Regions from separate parts of the Sus scrofa genome. Here region 2 is linked to region 1. A link is a contact called in public Hi-C data. All regions are on one chromosome and are shown on one strand. Each heading gives the region's core, a stretch centred on a gene start, on an enhancer-like site or on the middle of the called end of the contact. The rest is flanking DNA. Distances are from core to core; before and after follow the strand shown. Region 1 overlaps RAPH1 (ras-associated and pleckstrin homology domains-containing protein 1). Region 2 has its middle 49 kb from the start of CTLA4.

Region 1 (4,638 bases), core at 242-2,741:
GATTATTTCCTAAATGTTAAAGAAGGCTTTAGCAGAAAAATATTTTCCATGGATAAACATAAAAATGAATTATAGAATGTTTTTAGTTAATATTCTTTTGAAATCCACCAGTAATGTTCATTTGCCAAGTTTTTAAAATTAGAATTCATTGTAGTTGAAGTAAATTCTAATAAGGGCTCTTTATTATCTAAAGCAATGTGAGGTATATGCTGCAGCTGACTTACTGGTACTTTAGTCACAGTAACTGATAAAACAGTACTTTTCAGTAAGACAGCAGTTTGCAAATTTAAGTAGTAATCTCATGTTATAACTTCATATAAAGTAGAATTTACTGTTACAAGGTTAATGGCAAAACAGACCTTTATTTTCTCATAGGGTATAAACTAATGATTCTTCTGAATTTGGAATTTTATACATGAAACTGTATTTTCCCAATGAAAGAAAATGCTTTTAGATGCTTTGCCTGAAGTTGATGGTGGATTCAAAAAGTTTTGCTGAGTCTATAAGGATACTTGATGATTGTATTATAAATTTTTTGATAGGAAAATATTCCTGAGTATATGAGCTACTAAAACTTTTCAGTGTTGTATATTTCCCCCTCATATGTTTGTTTTGTTTTTTTTAATGAAATCTTTCATGGACACACATTATAACTTGTGATGTAGGCAACACAGCATATCATAGCTTCAGTGTAATTTCTTTGCTTCTTTCACTCTTCAGAACTGTTACAGAATTAAGGTGTGCAGAAATTCTGAAGTATTGGAAGGAAAATGGCGATTGTGTTTATTGTAACATCAGGTGGCACTGGCACTGAAGTCCCAAATTATTCTTAGCAAACAACCTTTTGCTCTGAACTATTAACCAGATTTGGGGAGGGGGGCATGGGGCTTTCTGAAACTTTAAGAGGCTTACGGGACTAAAAGATCGGAGCTATTAGTTATTACAGCGACATTTATTCAAAAATTCTAAGGGTCATGTTGCAGTATCTCGCTTAAATTTATTCACATGTACCAACTTGGTGTTTAGTTCTAGATTTCACTGGCCTAGTGAGATTTATAGAAGGAATGGGTATCCTATGAAAGAAGATCTGAATTCGGTGAAAGCCAAAGGAAAAGCCTGGTTCTCAGAACACAAAACCCAGAGAATACTGGCATGTGTGCCCTGTTCCTTAGTGTGTGGATTTCTTAGAAATTTGTGCAATATTTCCATGAGGAAGTAAAAAAAAAAAAAGCATCTTTATTTGGTTTTAGGTCTTAAAGAAGAGAAGGGGGAATAGAAAATAATATCAGCTGCTCTACTGAGTGCTTAGTCTGTTTGGGACATTTTGCTTTACATGACTTAACCCCCTGAATCTGTACAGTGCATAGTGGAATAGGTACCATTATCTCTATTTTACAATGAAAGATAACTTTCCCGATGATTTAAACCCAGACAGTCTGATTGTAGAGTTCATACAGCAGTACCTGCTGCTTCATCACAGAATTGAGGAAGTAAGGCAAGAATAGACCGACCAGTACTTCTCAGATCCAGACCTGGAGGCAGAACTGGATGGTATTAAGAAGGCAAAGAGGAGTTCCCGTCGTGGCGCAATGGTTAACGAATCCGACTAGGAACCATGAGGTTGCGGGTTCGATCCCTGCCCTTGCTCAGTGGGTTAACGATCCGGCGTTGCCGTGAGCTGTGGTGTAGATTGCAGACGCGGCTCGGATCCCGCGTTGCTGTGACTCTGGCGTAGGCCGGTGGCTACAGCTCCGATTCAACCCCTAGCCTGGGAACCTCCATATGCCGCGGGAGCGGCCCAAGAAATAACAACAACAACAACAACAAAAAAAGACCAAAAAAAAAAAAAAAAGTTGAAAAAAAAAAAAAAAGAAGGCAAAGAGATTTATGCAGTAACATCTCCACCTTGTGGTGTGTTAGTGTAATCCCGAATATATTGTTAAAATTTAACAACTATAAACTAGCTCTAATCTAAATGAATTGAAGCTTAAAAATTCAGATGAGGGCTGGTGGTTTCCCACTCGTGTCATAATAGTAATGTTCTTATTACTCATTTAATTATTTTAGCAGCCCTTGAAAATAAATGTTACCGTTACACCATTTTACACATGAAGAAACAGGTTAAATGTAAGCCTGGAGTCACATTGCCGGTAAATGGCTGAGCTGGGGCTTGAACGCAGGCACTCAGGCCCCAGGGTCTGGATTCTTAACCATCATGTTCTGCTTATTTGCAGTATTTGTGAAGAGCACATATACTTGTCAGAAAGAGATGGATGTGAATCTGTTTTATTGAAACATTAATGTGTGCTCACAAACTTCCAGTTTCTTGCAGTTGTAATCTAAGGTGTTAACTATCAAAAGGAAGAGTTTTATTTTATAACCACCACTTTGGCACAGGGCTATTTCTTGATTATGGTTTGGCTCCCATATTCAGATCAGTGCTTTTCTATACCCCCTCCTCCACAAGATTCAATTCAAGAAAGTAGTGACCCATGACTTACTTTGCAGAGGTTTGTGGAGAGCTTTTGAGAGATTGATGGAGAACTTGATAGATTTATAACAAATGAAAGTTTTTGAATCTGAGAAGGTGTGGAGCAAAACTTATGTGCAGAATTGACCTTTGCATTCGCTTTTCTTAAGTGTTTTGAGCACAGTTTTGACATTTATGAAAGTAGTGATGAAGAAAAGGGGGTAACTTTTTTGTCGTATTTAAATATTTTATGGAAATGGAACCTATTTAACATTAAATAAACTTTCTATCATTTTCATAATCCCTTTTCATCTTTATTAAGGTAACATTTGATCTTTGCATATGCACTTTTCCTGTTGTTTTTGTTACTTCACATGCATGTATTCATTCTTTGGTAAGAATGTATTGAATTTTAATAAAATGTTCCATCATACTGTTTAGCATGACACAAAGGCAGCCATCTCTTGTTGAACACTTTGGATTTTGACTTAGAAAAAAAATAAGCATTTGGAAATATGATGGAAGATTGTGTGAGATTAAATCTAGAGAGAATAGATTTTTTAAAACCTTTTTATTTTGAAATGTCAATTTACAAAAATTTGAATGAGTAGCACAAAGAACTCGCTACTTAGATCCACTAGTTTTTAATGTTTTGCCACATTTACTTTATTATTTTTCTAAGTATACATTTTTTTTCCTGGACTATTTGAGAGTTGGTTGCCTTTATCCTGCCCTTTTAGCCCTTAATATTTAAGTCTTTATTTCCTAAGCATGAGGATACTGGCAATACAGATATAGTAGTCTTCCCATGGGTGCAGTGATTGACACAGTGCTGTAGAATATGTTGAATGAGAAAATGTAGAGAAGGAAAAGTAAAAACAGTCTTGATCTGGCCGGGCAAGTGGCATGAAGGCCAGGAAGAAATAGTTATTCATACATTCCATAAGTATTTGGGCACCTAGGCATTGTGTTGGGTCATAAGGGGTTAAAAAAAAAAAAAAAACCTGTGACCATAATACACAATGTCCTCATGAGATTATAATTTATCATATGAGGAGAAGGGTTTCAGTACAGACAACCAAAGTACAGGGAAAGAAGTACTATAGTAGGAAAGACAGAAACCTTAGTTAAAAGGTCATTGATAACTTTGAGAATTAATTACAGAATGCATTACAACTCAAAGGATGAAGACTTTGGGGAAGAAAGGTGGATGCTAGATTGCAGGGAATTAAGGGATAAGTGTAAGAGGTACACTGTAGCTGAATTCAGGGAACTTGGCAGTGAAAAGTAGAAAATGATAGTTTAAGAAAAGGAGAGTACCCAGAAGAATTGCATATTTTTCTGTCCTTCCACCCCCAATAAGCTGGACCAGTTGAGTATCAGAAATAGATGTTAGAGGGAGAGTACATGGGCTCTAGGACATGGTTAACTCTGGCAGGGAAAAGGGAGAATTTATTCGTATAGGACTGGAGAGAAGGGTGAGAATACGGATGAAGTTATAGGATGCAGTTTAAGGATGAAAATCTTCACAATAAGATATGATTTCTTAGTAATGGAGGGAAATAAGGTCAGATTAAGAGGTGGAAGGGTGAAACTAGAAACTTGAACTGCTTGGAAACTATGTAGAACAAGCTTAGAGGGAATGATTTAGAAGAAAAGATTGAGTACTGCCAAAAAGCAGTTAAGGCCCAGCTGAGGTTCAAAGCATGAATTGGTCCTGGACAATTTTTCTGCATAGTTCTCTCATAGTACTCTACTGTCCAGAACTAGAAGAAGGTTATCCTTCACTTATCAAGGGTTAGGATTATCGGGTTCTTACCTTTTCCGTTTTTGCATAATATGAGGTGCATGCAACTTTTCATTACTGTTTTGTTTTCAATGATTCATTTCAGTGATCTTTTTCTCTTCCTGCCTGATAATGAGAACTGCCCTTTTCCACCTCCTTTACCTATCATTTTCTTCCTTCCTGCATTTTTCACAGCATGCTATTTCTCTGAGATGTCCCAGCAAGCAGGCCAAGCGTCACATTGACTTCACAGAAGAACAGGCTGAGCTGACACCTGTAAGTTCTATAAACATGTCCATGGGACTACTTAAGTATCCATGAGGAGAAATGCATTCTTTAGAACTCCTGATGGTGAAACCTTGTCATGTATCTCAATTTTTGA
Region 2 (4,247 bases), core at 1,288-3,787, 290 kb before region 1:
GCAGTTCTTTAACCTGGGGATCTGATGCTACTCCAGGTATATAGTGTCAAGAGTTGAGGTGAATTATAGACATCCAGCTGGTGTCAGAGAATTGGTTGGAGTCAGAGAAAATACCCCATGGACATCCATGACTCACTCTGGGAAAGATGTGGTCACTTGGACCTTAGGAGACATGGCCTATAAATGCCAAAGCTGATGAGTGCCTTCTTTTCCAGAATCTAGTTTATTTTGCTATTCCTTTGCCAATGAAAAAAAGTTAAATGTAAGCTCTCCCAGAGGCCACAAACCAATAAATCATAGCCTAGCTCTTAAGGGATAAGATATATTCGTCTACTTGGGCTGCCATAGCAGAATAGTCTGGGGGGCTTAAACAACAGGAATTTATTTTCTCAAAGTTCTGGAAACCACAAGATCAAGGTGCCAGCAGGATTGGTATCTGGTGAGACCTCTCTCCTTGGGTTGAAGATGGCCACCTTCCACCCTGTCCTCACAAGGCCTTTCTTCTGGGTATAGAGAGGGAGAGCGATTTAGTGTCTCTCTCTTCTTATCAGGGCAACAGTCCTATGGGATCAGGATCTCATTTAACCATTAATTCTCCAAAGTCCTTATCCTCCACATACAGTCACACTGGAGCTTCAGGTTTCATCACATGAATTTTAGGGGGACACATTTAGCCCATCATTGGAGGGAAGCCTCTATTTGTTCTCTAGAACCAAGCTGAACTACATCACTACTTCCAGCCACTGGAACATAGAATTAGAGAATGTTACAGATGAAGGAACCTCCTTCATCTTACAGTGAGGAAGCTGGGTTCCAGGTGGGTGAAGTGACTTGCTCATGGATATAGCTTCAGAGTGGCTAGGCTGAGAGTGGAACCCAAACTCTCTCCTACCAGGTCAGGGCTCTTTCCACTGTCTCCACAACTCCTAAGGGGTAGCTCTTACAAAGAAACCTTAAAGAGTTTGATTTATTAGCAAGGGAGGGCTTTAGAACATTACCTGTTATCTGACAATGAAAGGGTTTCCTTTGGGGAGACAATTGTATAGCCAATAAAAACTCAATACTTGTTCCTAAATCCAACACTTGGGGTTATTCCCTATAAAAATAAGGATCGTAGTGTCAGCCAGACCCGTTTCAAAGACTGTAGTCAACTCTGTAATTATAGCATAACAACTCCCTCTGAGCCTGTGGGGGCTTTCTAAAATTTACAAGGGTGTCATGAGCTTTCTTACGCCTTGACCACATTACCTAGGAAATATATTATTATCATGGTACAACCATCAAGACCTGGTGTCCTACCCACCTCTTCGTCATTCTCATATCTCTGTGGCCAATCAAGAGTCAAATGACCTGCATACAAATACCAATACCTACTTTTGTCCTAGCTTTGCAAAACCAAGGACTTTCTACCAGCAACCCAAAGCAATTCTCCTATGAGCCCCAAATAATCCTGGCAGGACACCCACAGGACTATTCCAACACTGACTACTGAGCTGGCTGCCCTAAACAGCTGGTCTACCCCACTGGGCCTCTTAGCACCTCAAAGCCTCTGAGCCCCAACTCTTCCTTCAGACCCTGCTTTGTGGATTCAGTTCCAGCCCTAACATTCACCCATTTTTCCTTTCCCCTCAGAGGCAGGAGTGAAAACAGAAGTTCCACCCCAGAGTGTTTTCCATTCTTTCCCCATAGGACCAGAGGGCCTGCCCCATTTTTATGCTGCGAAAAGAGCATCCAGCACATTCTCTCTCTCAGCCCTACCATGCATCAGTGATTGGGCACCACTAACTTGGCCTCTTAAATAAACATTCAAAGAAACTTAATAATACAAAACATGTAATTTTCTTCCTATTTTCCCCTCCTTACCCCTCCATAGGCCTCTAACTGCACAATGGGGATAGAGACACAGTTCTATGCTTGCAATATTTTTTTTCTTTGTAGGGCCACACCCACGGCATATGGAAGTTCCCAGGCTAGAGGTTGAATCAGAGATGCGGCTGCCAGCCTACGCAACAAGGGTGAGGGCAAGGGGACTTAGAATAGAAAGAGGTAGGTGTCAAAGACAAGGAAATCCAAAGAAGAAAAGCTTGAAATAGGGCATCCTTATGAAAAACCAGTTTCTTCTTTCTATACAAGGCTCTCTTGATCTGCAGGCGTAGTAAAGAGGGTATGCAGCCTTCTCCACCAGCCCATCCCCCTCTCCTGCTACCCTCATTTCTTCTAAAATCCAAAACCGATCTCATTCCCTCCAAACAGTCCTCCTTAATTTCCCTTGCCTGCCCTGTCCTTCATAACACTTGGGCTTCCTTGCATCCCAATCAGTGGCCTTCCCTATGCCAGCTGGTGCGAAGAATAAAACATGGGGACAGTAGAAAGCAAAAATTGTTCCAATTCCTGGTCCATCCCCTTTTCCAGCCAACTGTGGGAAAATGCAAGTCTCACCGGATTTTTAAAATGACGTCTTGGTCATTTAATGTGGAGGGAAGGATTTCCTGGCTGTGAGAAACTCATTAGCAAATGGAATCCAGGCATGCAGTACCCACCCTCCTCAAGCACGTCTACATTTCAAGGCAAAACGTCTCCCTTTGTCCAAAGAGAGGATTATAGATAGGCACCAAACGCAATGCTTCTACCAAAGGAAAGACATACAAACCAAAAAAGTGAGAAAAGCTTTCACAAGCGAAAGGGAGATGTGACCTGTTTTTAAAAATCAAACCGACTGCATTGTGTCTGAAGGGATCACCGCCTATTCGCCTGGTATTGCAATAAAACATATTGACCCATAGATGGCGCACGGAGACTGCTGAATAAATACCTAGTTCCAGCCCTCACAGAATTAGTTAGCCTAACCCCGAGGTCCGAACGCTCCAATTTATCGCTCCAATTTATCGCTCCAACCTATCACCCGTCTTTGCTACAACCATGAGCTGGCTGTGTGGCTTCTCTGCTTCAGTTGGATAATCATAGAGGAGGACTCAGATTTCACTGTTTTCTTCAAGAAATCTGATGTTTTAAATTCTATTCTGAATGAAAATTAGCCCAAATTCCTCAGGCTGGTGCAGTCCATCCTAGCAGGTGGACAGATACGAATCTGTTTCAAGTGCACAGCATGAGAACCCCAACTCTTCCTCAGCCTCTGAACTTTCATGTTTTCCACAACCTCCCTTGGTTTTATTGCCAAGACCTGGTCACAAACATCAAATCCATTTTGACAACGAGAATTTAAACGGCTACTTTTTTTTTTTTTTTTTTTTGCTCTTGAGGGATGCACCCAAGGCATATGGAAGTTCCTAGGCTAGGGGTCGAATCTGAGTTGTAGCTTCCAGCCACAGCCACAGCCACAGCAAAGGGGAATCTGAGCCCCATCTGCAACGCCGGATCCCCAACCCACTGAGCAAGGCCAGGGATCAAACCCGCATCTTCATGGTTACTAGTTGGGTTCCTTAACCATTGAGCCATGAAGGGAACTCAACTTTAGATTGTTAATCTGACTGTTTATATGTGTTTCATAATTATCATGTATAAACCTTTATCTTGCCTCAATAAGTCTTCACAATAATGCAACAAATGTAGTGGAGTTACTCTAATTTAGAGATAAGAGGCCAAGGGTTAACATTTTCCAGGCTTGTGACATCAGACCAAAGATAAAGTCCAGTGCCTTTTTCAACCCATCTGGCTGTGTCTCTCCATACTTTGTGCATGTGTGCCCTCCAAATTTGGTTCTTTTTTTTTTTTTTTTTTTTTTTTTTTTTAATTACCAACTCTACAGTGGTGATCCATTGTCAGTTTGTAGTTAATTGTCACAGTTTAGAGAATTTACATTTCCCAGGTATAATCATAATATCAGAACTTCAAACACTACCCCCCCCCCTCCTTACAGAGCCTTCCAGAGTGCAGGCACCTTTCTAAAGTGTTAACCATGTTAACTCAGGTGACCCTCGCAGTTACACGAAATAAGTAAAGCACTACTATTAACCTCCAATTTATAGGTGAAGAAGCTGAAGCACAGAGAAGTTAAATAATTTCAAGGAAGATCCCACAATAGAAGGTAGAGCTGGGATCTAAACACCAGACGTCGGGCTCCAGTGACCATGTTCTTACCCACTAGACCAATGCACAGTTACAACTATTACTGGGGCACAAAATGAACTAAGTTCATCTTCCCTCTCCTTGATAAAGCTGCAACAATTAACTTGAGGTCAAGTTTAGAAGTGGATACAGCTCCTGCCTGAAACCTCGTGGTGGGTCTT

What was found. Hi-C and Micro-C count contacts between places; a contact is called where the count stands out from the background.
Region 2: a Hi-C map of skeletal muscle shows a contact between it and region 1, with 18 times the contacts expected there. The contact joins two enhancer-like sites. A contact is called at or near these places in 1 of 5 promoter capture datasets (liver), 31 of 47 Hi-C or Micro-C datasets (adipocytes, adipose tissue, alveolar macrophages and 18 more) and 2 of 2 datasets of contacts at active chromatin or transcription factors (alveolar macrophages and skeletal muscle).

What each region holds. Positions count from the first base shown.
Region 1 is chr15:106,944,139-106,948,776 of Sscrofa11.1, reverse strand. The region is part of intron 4 of RAPH1 (ras-associated and pleckstrin homology domains-containing protein 1); the gene reads left to right. Among named protein-coding and RNA genes, the nearest start is that of RAPH1, 51 kb to the left of the region's middle. Within about 2 kb of position 1,491, at least 15 of the 83 cell types and tissues checked have an H3K27ac peak or open chromatin away from gene starts, as enhancers often do. A contact at or near this core is called in alveolar macrophages, fetal skeletal muscle, retroperitoneal adipose tissue and 1 more, where this site is marked.
Region 2 is chr15:107,232,436-107,236,682 of Sscrofa11.1, reverse strand. No RefSeq gene overlaps it. Among named protein-coding and RNA genes, the nearest start is that of CTLA4, 49 kb to the left of the region's middle. Within about 2 kb of position 2,537, at least 22 of the 83 cell types and tissues checked have an H3K27ac peak or open chromatin away from gene starts, as enhancers often do. A contact at or near this core is called in alveolar macrophages, fetal skeletal muscle, retroperitoneal adipose tissue and 1 more, where this site is marked.